Linked DNA regions of Mus musculus: all the other regions are linked to region 3. A link is a contact called in public ChIA-PET data. All regions are on one chromosome and are shown on one strand. The core of a region is the stretch at or near the end of the contact, and the rest is flanking DNA. Distances in the headings are between cores, read along the strand shown. Region 1 holds the start of Melk (maternal embryonic leucine zipper kinase). Region 2 has its middle 30 kb from the start of Melk. Region 3 overlaps Reck (reversion-inducing-cysteine-rich protein with kazal motifs).

Region 1 (3,432 bases), core at 813-3,312, 360 kb after region 3:
TAATCAAAACTGGGAGCCAGTGAAATAGTTCCTTTGTAGAAGTGTGTGAGAAGGGGCAGTATGTCATCAATAAATGGTGATGGAACCATTAGCAAACACAAGCTCATCTATGAAATAGGTTTCTAAAAGCCTGCCCTTGGACAGGCTTCATGAAAGAGATTGGGACTCTAAATGTGTCCATTGATACAGGTTCAACAAAATTGCACTAGGGCACGCCCCATGTTGTATTCTGCTTTATGATTATCTGTGGGGAGGGCTCACTAAAAAGCTCTGTACATTGGTACCCTCTGTCTCTTTGGTAGCTACTTTCAAAACCAGACAGTCCATGAAGATGTGAATTAACTGCTGAGTGTCAAATAATTATAAAGATGCAAATACATATGCATCTTTATTTTTTTCTTCCCCATGGTTGTAACTCCTAATATATATATTTTTTGAGACAGGGTTTCTTTTTGTTTGTTTGTTTTTTTTCGAGACAGGGTTTCTCTGTGTAGCCCTGGCTGTCCTGGAACTCACTTTGTAGACCAGGCCGGCCTCGAACTCAGAAATCAGCCTGCCTCTGCCTCCTGAGCGATGGGATTAAAGGTGTGTGCCACCACGCCCGGCTCTAATATTTTTCTGGTTTGGGCTGTCACTACAATTTAACTCATGCAACCTATGTAAGTTTTATAATGACCAAGCTCATGACTAGGTATAATAGGGATGCTATGATGAAAAATACTTCTATTGGCATACTGGGTGTTTATGGCGCATTGAATTTTTCTTTCTTTCTTTTTTCTTTTTCTTTTTTTCCAAAAATCATTTCTGTATTTGTTTGCAGGGAGGGGTAAATGAGGAAGTCAGATTTCTGGGGATTGAATTTAGGTTTTCAGGGCTGGTGGCAAGTATCTTTACCCATGAGCCACATTGCTAGCATCTTGATGGGTAGTTAATTTAGTTCCTAAGGTTTTATAACTTATAGCAACAGATTTTAGTAAGAATTATGAGATGCACAGGGAAAAGTGGCACAATGTTAGAGCTCTTGCTTAGAATAGCCAAGGCCAGGGAGAGCCCTCCCATGAACCAGAAGGGGGAAAAAGATCAGGGGAAAGAGGGGTCAATGGGTAATGGCAATTGGTACCAAGTTGACAGCTTGACTTGATTAGTTAGACCCATTAGGTGGCAAGAGAGAACCAACTCTTGAAAGTTGTCCTCTAACTGCCACAGGTGTGAAGTGACACGTGCCCCCCTTCCCACAAGCACGCACTCGAATAAATGAATGTAATGAAAAATTAAGAACATAAAAAACTTAATTATATGAAAACTTTTTTTTTTTGTTTTGTTTTTGTTTTTCGAGACAGGGTTTCTCTGTGTAGTCCTGGCTGTCCTGGAACTCACTCTGTAGACTAGGCTGGCCTCGAACTCAGAAATCTGCCTGCCTCTGCCTCCAAAGTGCTGGGATTAAAATATGAAAACTTAGCAAGTCAATGTCTTCTGGAAAAAATTTCCTTGTCCCTATGAGATATGCACACTGCAGTTAGTAAAGGCAAACTATTAAAAAAAAAAAAGGAAGTGAAGATGAGAGAGGGTTTTGGGTGGTGTGGGGAGCAAGAAGGGAGAATAAAGTGGATATGATCAACATACATTGTATACGTGTATGAAAGTGTCGAAGAATAATGGTATTTTTAAAAAAATAAAAATATTCTTAAAAAAAAAGAAAGAAGGAGGCAAGGCCTTAAGTCTTCAGTCAGTATCTTTTTTTTTTTTTTAAATTAGGTATTTTCTTCATTTACATTTCCAATGCTATCCCAAAAGTCCCCATACCCTCCCCCCCCCACAACTCCCCTACCCTCCCACTCGCACTTCTTGGCCCTGGCGTTCCCATGTACTGAGGCTTAAGTCAGTATCTTAAAGTCTTCACCATCACCGATCCTGAGCATTTGACATCCTACACATTTAGTATCCCATCAAAAGTTTGAGCCTATCTCGCCCCGCCCCACCATCGCTCCGCCCAGTTTTCTCCCGGCCCCGCCCCACCTCCCTGGGACTGGGCTCCCTTGGGCCCCGCCTCTTCCGGCCCGCGAGGTTTGATTCCTTTGGCGGGCGGAAGCTGCTGGAACTTGAATCCTGCAGAAATTCCCACCGACTTGTTCCGGCTTTGCTAGACTCTGCAGCCGGCTGCTTCACCTTCTGTCCTGTTCGGTCCTGTTCGGTCCTTGCTGGGCCCGCTGCCCTTCAGGTCAGTTCTTCCGTCCTCGGGCCGCACTCTGGGCCTCGTGGGGCGTGGCCGGGAGACGGAGTTTCCCTGGGGTTCCACCCATCAGCACTGTTCTCTGTGAGAACGTCTAGGTTTTTCGACCCTGGCTTTCACAGATGGTGGATGGTAGTTTTTTTTTTTTTTTTTTTTTTTTTTTGTCTCGGGTTCTGAGATGTATCTTGCGTCTTGAACTCACTGGTCTCGAACTCACTTTGTAGCCAAAGTGGTCCTTGAATTCTGGATCCTCCTGCCTTACCTTCCTGAGCGCAGGAGATACAGGCGTGAGCGCTCCCCACTCCCCATTCCCCGCTCAGCGGGTAATTGATAAAGTTTGACAGAGCATTTGACGCCCCGGAGGCTCCCATAATGGGAATTTCCAGTTCTGTTTCAGTGCTTTTGACTGTCTGCAAAAGCGATTCAGAGATGGGCTTTGAGGCACTTACACTTTTCAACTCAGTTTTCTGGGGTATTCCAGTTAAAAGAGAAATGTGTGTAACCCCTTTGTAGAGCCCAAATCCTTCCTCACCTTGCACCTCTAAAGCAAGTGGCCCGAGACTCGTATTGTAAGGACGCCCAGAGGCTATAGCAGTAAATGGAGGAGCCAGGTGGCTCCTGCCAAGAAGGGTGTGGAGGGGAGCAGTTCCCTGCTTCTCATCCCAAGGCAGGAGCTCACACTAAGGTGAGGTAGTGAGTGTTCTAGTCTCACCTTAGGTAGATTTCTGTGGTTAATGGAGGAGGAGGAAGAGAGGGTTTCAGAGGGGTCTGAAACGTTGGCTAGAGAATTTAGTCCCAACTTTTGTTCATGTTTTGGCTTCTGTTTCTTCTTAAACACCTTCGTGGAAACAGTGGCTCTGTCCCTTTTATCTATTATGAACCAACTAGATGGACAGGTTAGTCCCTAAATGCTTTTGGGAATGAATGCCTCTATTGCTGCTCTCAGAAATCTCCGCAAAGGAGCAGAAGGGTGCCGCCACTCAACTGTATTCTAAGGCCAGGTTGTAAGCCATTCTGCACTCTCATCTGAAATGACCAGATCAGTGTCAATGAGCACGAGAGGCAAGTTAATGTGTTTTGTAGTAAGTGATAGCATGGCTCAAATAACACCATACTGGTAGCAAAATACCCTCAGTTTGCCTTTTATGAGGACTCACTGTATAGTCCAAGCTGGCCTCTAACTCACAGAGATGCACCTACCT
Region 2 (3,800 bases), core at 1,070-3,569, 330 kb after region 3:
GACCAGGCTGGCCTCCAACTCAGAAATCCGCCTGCCTCTGCCTCCCAAGTGCTGGGATTAAAGATGTGCGCCACCACGCCCAGCCCCTGTGACCTCTTTTATAGTCTCAGGTGACAATCACGAGGTCCTGTCAGGAAGCTTCCGGCCTCTGCTGCTCCACGGTGCCCCTCTGAGTGTATGAAAAAACTTGGCTGTGAGCGATCACTTTGACTGTCAAGAAGTTTTGGAAGGCGAGTGGAATGGAAGATGGAGAAAGGAGGGAGGGAAGGGAGAGGGAAAGGGAAGAGGGAGAGGGAGAGAGAGAACAAAAGAGAAAGCCAGGTGGGAGGGGCTATAGGAAGAAGGAGATTACTGAAATGATTTCAGGCTTCGTGTGCCGAAACAGTCATTCTTGCTACAAGCTGCTAGCTTCTCTTCTTATGAAAACATGTCTAAGGTGGCAGATGAATATATTTAAATTTTTCTCCCTGAAACATAACACTCTAACAGGATGTGTCAGAGAAATGCCAAGAAAAGAAAGCAGAAGGAGGTAAAATCCCTGAATGAAGTCAGTGACAGAGGGACTTCCGCGTGGCCGCCGGGAGGCAAGTCCCATGTCCCCACCAAGCTCCCGGATGGAGCTGACCATCTCCTTGTTGGACTTCTGTGATGTCCATGACCGTCTTGCGGGACTGGAGTGACAGGTTATGAGCTTCTCGGTGTGTCATTGCCAGCGGCTCACAACCCTCTGGAGTTCAGCGCTGTGTTATAATCATTTTATTCCCAGTTCCTCCCACAGAACCAACCCGCGGGGCATGCGTGGTAGCTCTGGAGTTGGGCATGCGTGGTAGCTCTGGGGTACACAAGCCTGAGCCTAAATCTAGGACTTGGAACCATGACCTTTGAGGGAAGAGTGAAATCCAGGGGACAGTTAGCCTGGAAAAGGGATAACAATGGGGGACGAGACTCCCTGTTTTTATATATTTGACAGATGATTTGGAGGCCACATTTGAAATGTATTCTGTGGTCCAAATGTCCCCCCTGGGACTAAGGATGCAAGTCTTAACAAGTGTTGTATAATAGGGGCCTGAAGTTAACAATGCTTCGTATCCTGGAAAATCGCCAAGATGGTTCATTTCTATTTAGCTATTTATCTGTGTGTAGGTGTGGCGGGAGGTGCTTGACCATGTGTGTGCATGGTGAAACCAGAGGTTGAAGTCAGGTGTCTTCCTCCCCTTTCCCCTTTTTGAAGCAGGGTCATTTATGGAATCTGATCTTCACCAGTTGACAATCCTTGGAATCCTCCTGTCTCTGCCTCCCAGTGCTGAGATTACAGGTGTGTGCCACCACACCCAATTTTTAAACTAGGAGATCCAAACTCTGATCTTCATGCACGCCCAAAGAGCACTCTACTCACTGAGCTAACTCCCACTCCATCCCTTATTGTATTGTCTTAAATTCATTATTAGCAATTTACAAGAACGCCTCAGTGTGTAGTCCAGGTTATACAGACATCTGTGTTAGTTACTTCTCTGCTGTTGTGACTAAACACCATGGCTGACCCCCCTTATAGAGGGAAGAGTTTATTCAGAGGATGAGTCCTAACAGCCCTGGAGGCATGGGCGCTGATGGCTGATACGGGAAACAGAAAGAAGCACATCTTCAACCCCAAGCACAAAGCAGAGAGAGTGTGTGAGGTAGAAGTGGGGGAAGGCTGTGAACCCTCAAAGCCCACCCCATGCTCTATTTCTTCCAGTAAGGCTACACACACACACACACACACACACACACACACACACACACTGACACCTCCCCAGGCACCACCCGGGGACCAAGGACTCAAATGTCTGAGCCTATGAGGGGACATTCTCAGTCAAACCTCTGCATCACTCCTGGGCCTCCTTAGTCATAACCAAATCACAATTAAAAAAAAATGCATCGAGTTCAACTTCTAAAATCTCCACAGTCTTTAACAGACTCAACATGATTCAAAAGTCCAAAGTTTCTTCTGAGATATAAGGTAATCTCTTGACTGTCACTTCCTGTAAAACAAAACAAAACAAAAACAATAAATTCCATACTTCCAACATTCAATGGTACGAAATATATATTAGCATTCCAAGAGGGACGTGTTGGGGTATAGTGGGGGAAATACTGGCCCAAAGCAAAACTCATCAGGACAAACTCCAGGTCTGATGTCAGTGAATTTAGCTCAGCCCCTCCAGCACTGCTGCCTTCAGCCTACATCTCTGCCTCGGGCCACCTCCACTTCCTGTGTACAGCTCTCTGTAGCAGACGACTTAGGGTTCTGATTTCTCCCACATCCTGCAGTACAGACTTTCTTTTCACAGCTTTACACAATGGCTGCTCGCTCAGGGCCTTCTGCTTACAGCAACCCTAGCACTGGTACACATTGGTTGGCCTCAGTAACTCTCTGAAACCACAGAGGAAGAACCCACAAGCCCTTGCTCTTGCATCTTTCATGCCCCTAAGTGACTAATGCATAGAGGACACAGCCAAATTCAACTGTGGGCTTGGGATCGCACCTCGCCCCTTTGACCATGAGCAGAAACTTTGGTATGGTATAGCTTTCTCAAGTAGAAGAGCCCTTAGGCTCCATTCTACTAGTCCAGAGCTTAGCTAGGTGGGGCCTTTCCCTAGGGCACCCCTCCTATTAGTACCGCCCAGAGCAGGCTTGCACTACAGTCTGAGGTGCTTGTTTTCCTATCTGCGGATGAAGGCAGGAGAAGAATATAATTTTATATTATGAAATAAAAGAGCCAGGTGCACATACTTGGGAGACCAAGGCAGGCAGATCTCTGTGAGTTCACAGCTAGCCTGGTCTACAGAGCAAATTCCAGGACAGACAGGGCACAGGGCTACATAACAGTGAGACCCTATCTCAGAGAGAGAGAGAGAGAGAGAGAGAGGAGAGAGAGGAGAGAGAGAAAGAATTTGGGACTAGGGAGTTTTGTTTTACTTGGAGATTGGGTCTCTTGTAGCCTTAAGAATGTGGCCTTAAGAATAACTGAACTGATTTGCCTGTCTCTGCCTCCCAAATGCTGAGATTACAAGCATGAACAACACATCTGTTTTATGTGGTATTGGGCATCAAACCCGGGACCTCACACATACTAGGCAAGCACTCTATCAATTGAGCCATGTGCTCAGAGTTCAGAACTTTTCTTTATGATAGTATCATATCCAGAACCTAGTTTTTTCTTTCTTTCTTTTTTAAATATTTATTTTATGTATATGAGTACACATATACATACTGTGAGCCTTCATGTGGTTGTTGGGAATTGAATTTTAGGACTTCTGCTTGCTCGCGTCAACCCTGCTTGCTCTGGTCAACTCTGCTTGCTCAGTCCCTGCTCACTCTGGCTCAAAGATTTATTCACTGTACTGTAATAAGTACACTGTAGCTGTCTTCAGACGCACCAGAAGAGGTTGTCGGATCTCACTATGGGTCATTGTGAGCCACCATGCTAGCTCTCCAGCCCTTCTTTCTTCTAGTTTTCTGAAATAAGAGTCTTGCTTTGCTCCTTATTCCTGGTCTTTCTGTCTCTGTTTCCCCAGGGTTTTTTGTGGCACGCGTGCGTGTGCGTGTGCATGTGCGTGTGTGTGTGTGTGTGTGTTTGTGTGTGTGTGTTTGTGTGTGTATGTGTGTGTGTGTGTGTGTGTGTGTGTGTGTGTGTGGTGTTTGTGTGTACAAGCATGTGCATTTGTGTGAGGGCCAGAGGTCAACCTTTAGAGTGTGTGGTGGTTTGAATGAGAACGGCCTCCACAGGCTCATGTATTTGAATACTTGGTCCCCAGTG
Region 3 (3,865 bases), core at 1,043-3,542:
GGATTGACAAAGATTTAAAAAATGATAACATAAATTTAGAAAACAGATGGTATCATACAAGAGGGGCTAGAAGAGGGTTAGTGCCTTCTTTCTGGGGAGCAATTAGCCCTGAGCCTGTTTTGTTATTGTAAAAGTTTATGTGGATGAGTATTTTGTCTGTGTGAATGTCTGTTTACATGTGCATGTGGTGCCCTCAGATGCCAGAGGAGACCACTAGATCCCTAGAATTGGAGTTACAGGCAGTTGTGAGCTGCTGTGTGGGTGCTGAGAATCAAACCTGACTCCTCTGAAGGAGAGATGTGTATCAACCACTGAGCCAGCTCTCCAGCCCCTAAGCCAGGTTTCAGTGCGTGAACCTAGGCAATGTAGCTTGGTGGTAAAAAGCACAACCCGTTTGGATCAGTGTAAGTCAAGATTCTTACCTGCACACAATATCTCTGCAAGAATTGGAATGAATAGCTAAGAAAGGGGGCTGGGGGACTGGGACATGCGCTGTGGGAGGAGGGGCTGACTTTGCACAATACACCATTTCACCTTTTCATTTTACCCATGGATTTGTGTCATCTTTCAAAGCAGTAGTCAGGGCTGGAGAGATGGCTCAGTAGTTAAGAGCACTGACTGCTCTTCCAGAGATCCTGAGTTCAATTCCCAGAAACCACATGGTGGCTCACAACCATCTGTAATAGGATCTGATGCCCCCTTCTGGTGTGTCTGAAGACAGCAATAGTGTACTCATATACATAAAATAAATCAATCTTTAAAAATAAATAAATAAATAAAAGCAGTAGCATGGGGGGTTGGTTTGTTTCTGTCTTTGTTTTCTTAAGAAAGGGTTATATTCCCTCAAATACCTACTGATAAACCAGACATTTTTCTAAACATTAGGACATGACGAGACAAAACAGACCATCACTGCGTTGATCGTTTTCTTAAGTTTGTCCTCCAGACTCTCAGCCTTTTCCTGCGATCTTCTTCCTTTTCTTAAAAATGTATGTCTCTGTGTGTGTGTGTGATGTGTATGTATGGTATGTGTGTGTATGTGTATGTATGTTATATGTGTGTGTGTGTATTCAGTGTATGAGTATGATATGAGTATATATGCTGTGAGTGTAGGCATGCGTGCCACAGGATGGCTTTCAGGAGTTGGCTTTGCATCCTACCTTGTTTGAGGTGAAGTCTGTCTCAGTGCTTCTGCAGTGTGTCATGTCCTTCGGGTGCTCTGGGAAAGCCCACTGTCTCTGCCTCCCCTCTCACTGCAGAAAACCTGGATTAGGAGTGTGTGCGTCCACATTGGCTTGTATATAGGTTCTGGGGTCACACTCAGGACATCAGGCTGTGCAGCACGTGCTTCTGTCCCCTGAGCATCGCGCCAGCCCAGCCTCTTATTTCTATTTACTCAGCTTGATTGCTTGCTTCCTCTCTGCATTACCAACTTTCTCCAGTACCCCTGGTTCTAACACCTTCCTTGTTAGGTCACTAGAAGGACTTGCTTCTGTGGCCTCCCCTCAGCTCATCCCCCACCCAGTAGGCACAGGAAGCTGAGTTTTTAGTATAAAAAGTAGAGCCTTCCTTTTTTGTTTTTTTGTTTTGTTTTGTTTTGTTTTGAGACAGGGTTTCTCTGTGTAGACCTGGCTGTCCTGGAACTCACTCTGTAGACCAGGCTGGCCTCAAACTCAGAAATCTGCCTGCCTCTGCCTCCCAAGTGCTGGGATTAAAGGCATGCGCCACCACGCCTGGCTAGTAGAGCCTTTCTTAAGATAGACTCATGTTAATCAAGCTAAAAATTAAGTACTTAGCTAGGTGAGATAGAGTACCACATCCAGTAAGTAGGCAGATCATTGTGAGTTCAAGGGCAGCCTAGTCTGTATAGTAAGTTCCAGGCCAGCTAGGGCCATGTGAGAGCTTGCCTTAAAAAATAAAGCATCTCAAAATGGTCTGTGGTTCTTGACTGTGCTCTCTCCAGTGCTGGACCCCGCCCACTCTTGGTCTCAGGTCAGGTGTTCCCACTCCATGTCTGAGTCTTTGGCTTTTACTTCTGTTTACCACCCCTACCCTCAGCGCACCCCTCCCCGCCCCCACATCCTGGAATATCCCCTCGAGTTTGTGGCTCCTCCCTCAGTCTAGCCTGCTTCTGTTCTCCTTGCCCACCAAGTTCCAGTTAGAACGCCCTCTTCCACGTGTGCCCAGGGCTCATCACTCAACAGCTAATTCTCTCTGAGCAGCGTGTCTGCCATTCTCTAGTCTGACTGTCCTCCTCTGCACTAGCCCGGCTCTTTCCTCAGCTTCCTGTACCACACCCAGGGCTTTGCTGCCCCCACTGAAGTTCCTCCCTGCCCCTCGTCACCTACTGTTTTCATCATTTTCAGATGTGTGCCAAAACCACAAGTCTGCCTGACGACTTTTGATAAATTTGGATGTAGCCAATATGAGTGTGTGCCCAGACAGCTCACCTGTGACCAGGCCCGAGATCCTGTGTGTGACACAGATCACATGGAGCACAGCAACCTCTGCACTCTGTACCAAAGAGGGAAAAGCCTGTCTTACAGAGGCCCTTGCCAGGTATGTTGTTTGGCTACCAAACCCAAGGGTATCAAGTTAGTTTGTGACCTTTTTAGACAAGCAGAATGCAGCCCTGCTGAGAAAGGAGTGGTGTGGCTAACGCTAACGCTGCCCGGGGAGTTAGTGTGTGCCTCTGAGGAGGAGTGTAGAAGCTGGCAGAACCTATTCCTAGGAAAAGACTTAAGGTTTCACACCGGGGATGGTCACCGCTAGCCATCTTTTCACAGTTCTATGGGCTGCCATAGAAACAAATCAGGTCAGGCAGTGGTGGCACATGCCTTTGATCCCAGCACTTGGGAGGTTGAGGCAGGAGGATATCTATGAGTTTGAAGCCAGGCTGGTGTATCAGGACAGGCTACACAGAGAAACCCTGTCTCAAAAAAGAAGAGAAAAGAAGGGAAGGGAAGGGAAGGGAAGGGAAGGGGAGGGGAGGGGAGGGGAGGGGAGGGGAGGGGAGGGGAGGGGAGGGGAGAAAGAAAGAAAGAAAGAAAGAAAGAAAGAAAGAAAGAAAGAAAGAAAGAAAGAAAGAAAGAGGAGAGAGGAATCAGGAAGAAAAGCAATCTCCCCCCACCCCCACTTCCTGCTTCCCACCTTCTCCCACTGGGCTGAAGTGACATGAAAATCTCTAAGCTTTGTTTTACATCAGCCTAACTCAGTCTTTTAGGCTTGTAAGATCTGCTTCCACATTAAATAACCTTATGGGATAGGCTCCTTGGAGCTTCCCACTGACCTGATCCTGTGCTGACCCTGTCCTGGGAGATTCCCATCTTAGGCCCCAGCGACACCTGCAAACCACAAAAACCTGACATGTTCCATGCTTCCATGGTGGGGAAAATCCCTTCAGCTTGTCTGGCTACAGTTTTCTCTTGGAGTTGGTGCCCCACTCACATGGACAGCACCTGCTACACACACACACACACACACACACACACACACACACACACACACACACACACTTCTCTTCATCCTTGCTAGGGTGTTTCTCAGGTATATCCCTAACTACCCAATAATTATACTAGACTCTGCCTCCCCTGCTCATCTCTTGGTCCCTCCCTCCTCCTCTTTTCCCATATCCAGCATGAAATGATAAGGTCCCACCTTTTCATGAAGAGCGATCTTTTCATTTAGACTTTCATGATTACTAAGAGAAGTGTGGGTGAAGGGATATTTTTATCTTGTATTAGTCTCAGTGGAATAAGCCGACAATATTCCAGAGTTGATCTTGTGACAACCTATTACTTAGTCCACCCCAGGACTTTAGAGGGTCCCCAAAACTTAAACCTGTGTCTTTTAACTTCCTGAAAAT

The links. ChIA-PET counts read pairs in DNA pulled down with a chosen protein or histone mark.
Region 1: a contact with region 3 is called in an RNA polymerase II ChIA-PET map of memory CD8 T cells, with 8 read pairs. The contact joins the promoter of Melk here to the enhancer-like site in region 3. A contact is called at or near these places in 11 of 484 Hi-C or Micro-C datasets (B cells, the P5424 cell line, embryonic stem cells and 1 more), 1 of 115 datasets of contacts at active chromatin or transcription factors (memory CD8 T cells) and 1 of 9 other capture datasets (liver).
Region 2: a contact with region 3 is called in an RNA polymerase II ChIA-PET map of memory CD8 T cells, with 6 read pairs. The contact joins two enhancer-like sites. A contact is called at or near these places in 1 of 484 Hi-C or Micro-C datasets (pro-B cells) and 1 of 115 datasets of contacts at active chromatin or transcription factors (memory CD8 T cells).

What each region holds. Positions count from the first base shown.
Region 1 is chr4:44,298,855-44,302,286 of GRCm38.p6, forward strand. Melk (maternal embryonic leucine zipper kinase) reads left to right here and starts at 2,063. Exons shown (of 18, transcript NM_010790.2): 1 at 2,063-2,218.
Region 2 is chr4:44,268,987-44,272,786 of GRCm38.p6, forward strand. No RefSeq gene overlaps it. Among named protein-coding and RNA genes, the nearest start is that of Melk, 30 kb to the right of the region's middle. Within about 2 kb of position 2,320, at least 41 of the 459 cell types and tissues checked have an H3K27ac peak or open chromatin away from gene starts, as enhancers often do. A contact at or near this core is called in memory CD8 T cells, where this site is marked.
Region 3 is chr4:43,934,944-43,938,808 of GRCm38.p6, forward strand. Reck (reversion-inducing-cysteine-rich protein with kazal motifs) reads left to right here. Exons shown (of 21, transcript NM_016678.2): 17 at 2,367-2,559. Among named protein-coding and RNA genes, the nearest start is that of Glipr2, 21 kb to the right of the region's middle. Within about 2 kb of position 2,293, at least 94 of the 459 cell types and tissues checked have an H3K27ac peak or open chromatin away from gene starts, as enhancers often do. A contact at or near this core is called in B cells, the P5424 cell line and memory CD8 T cells, where this site is marked.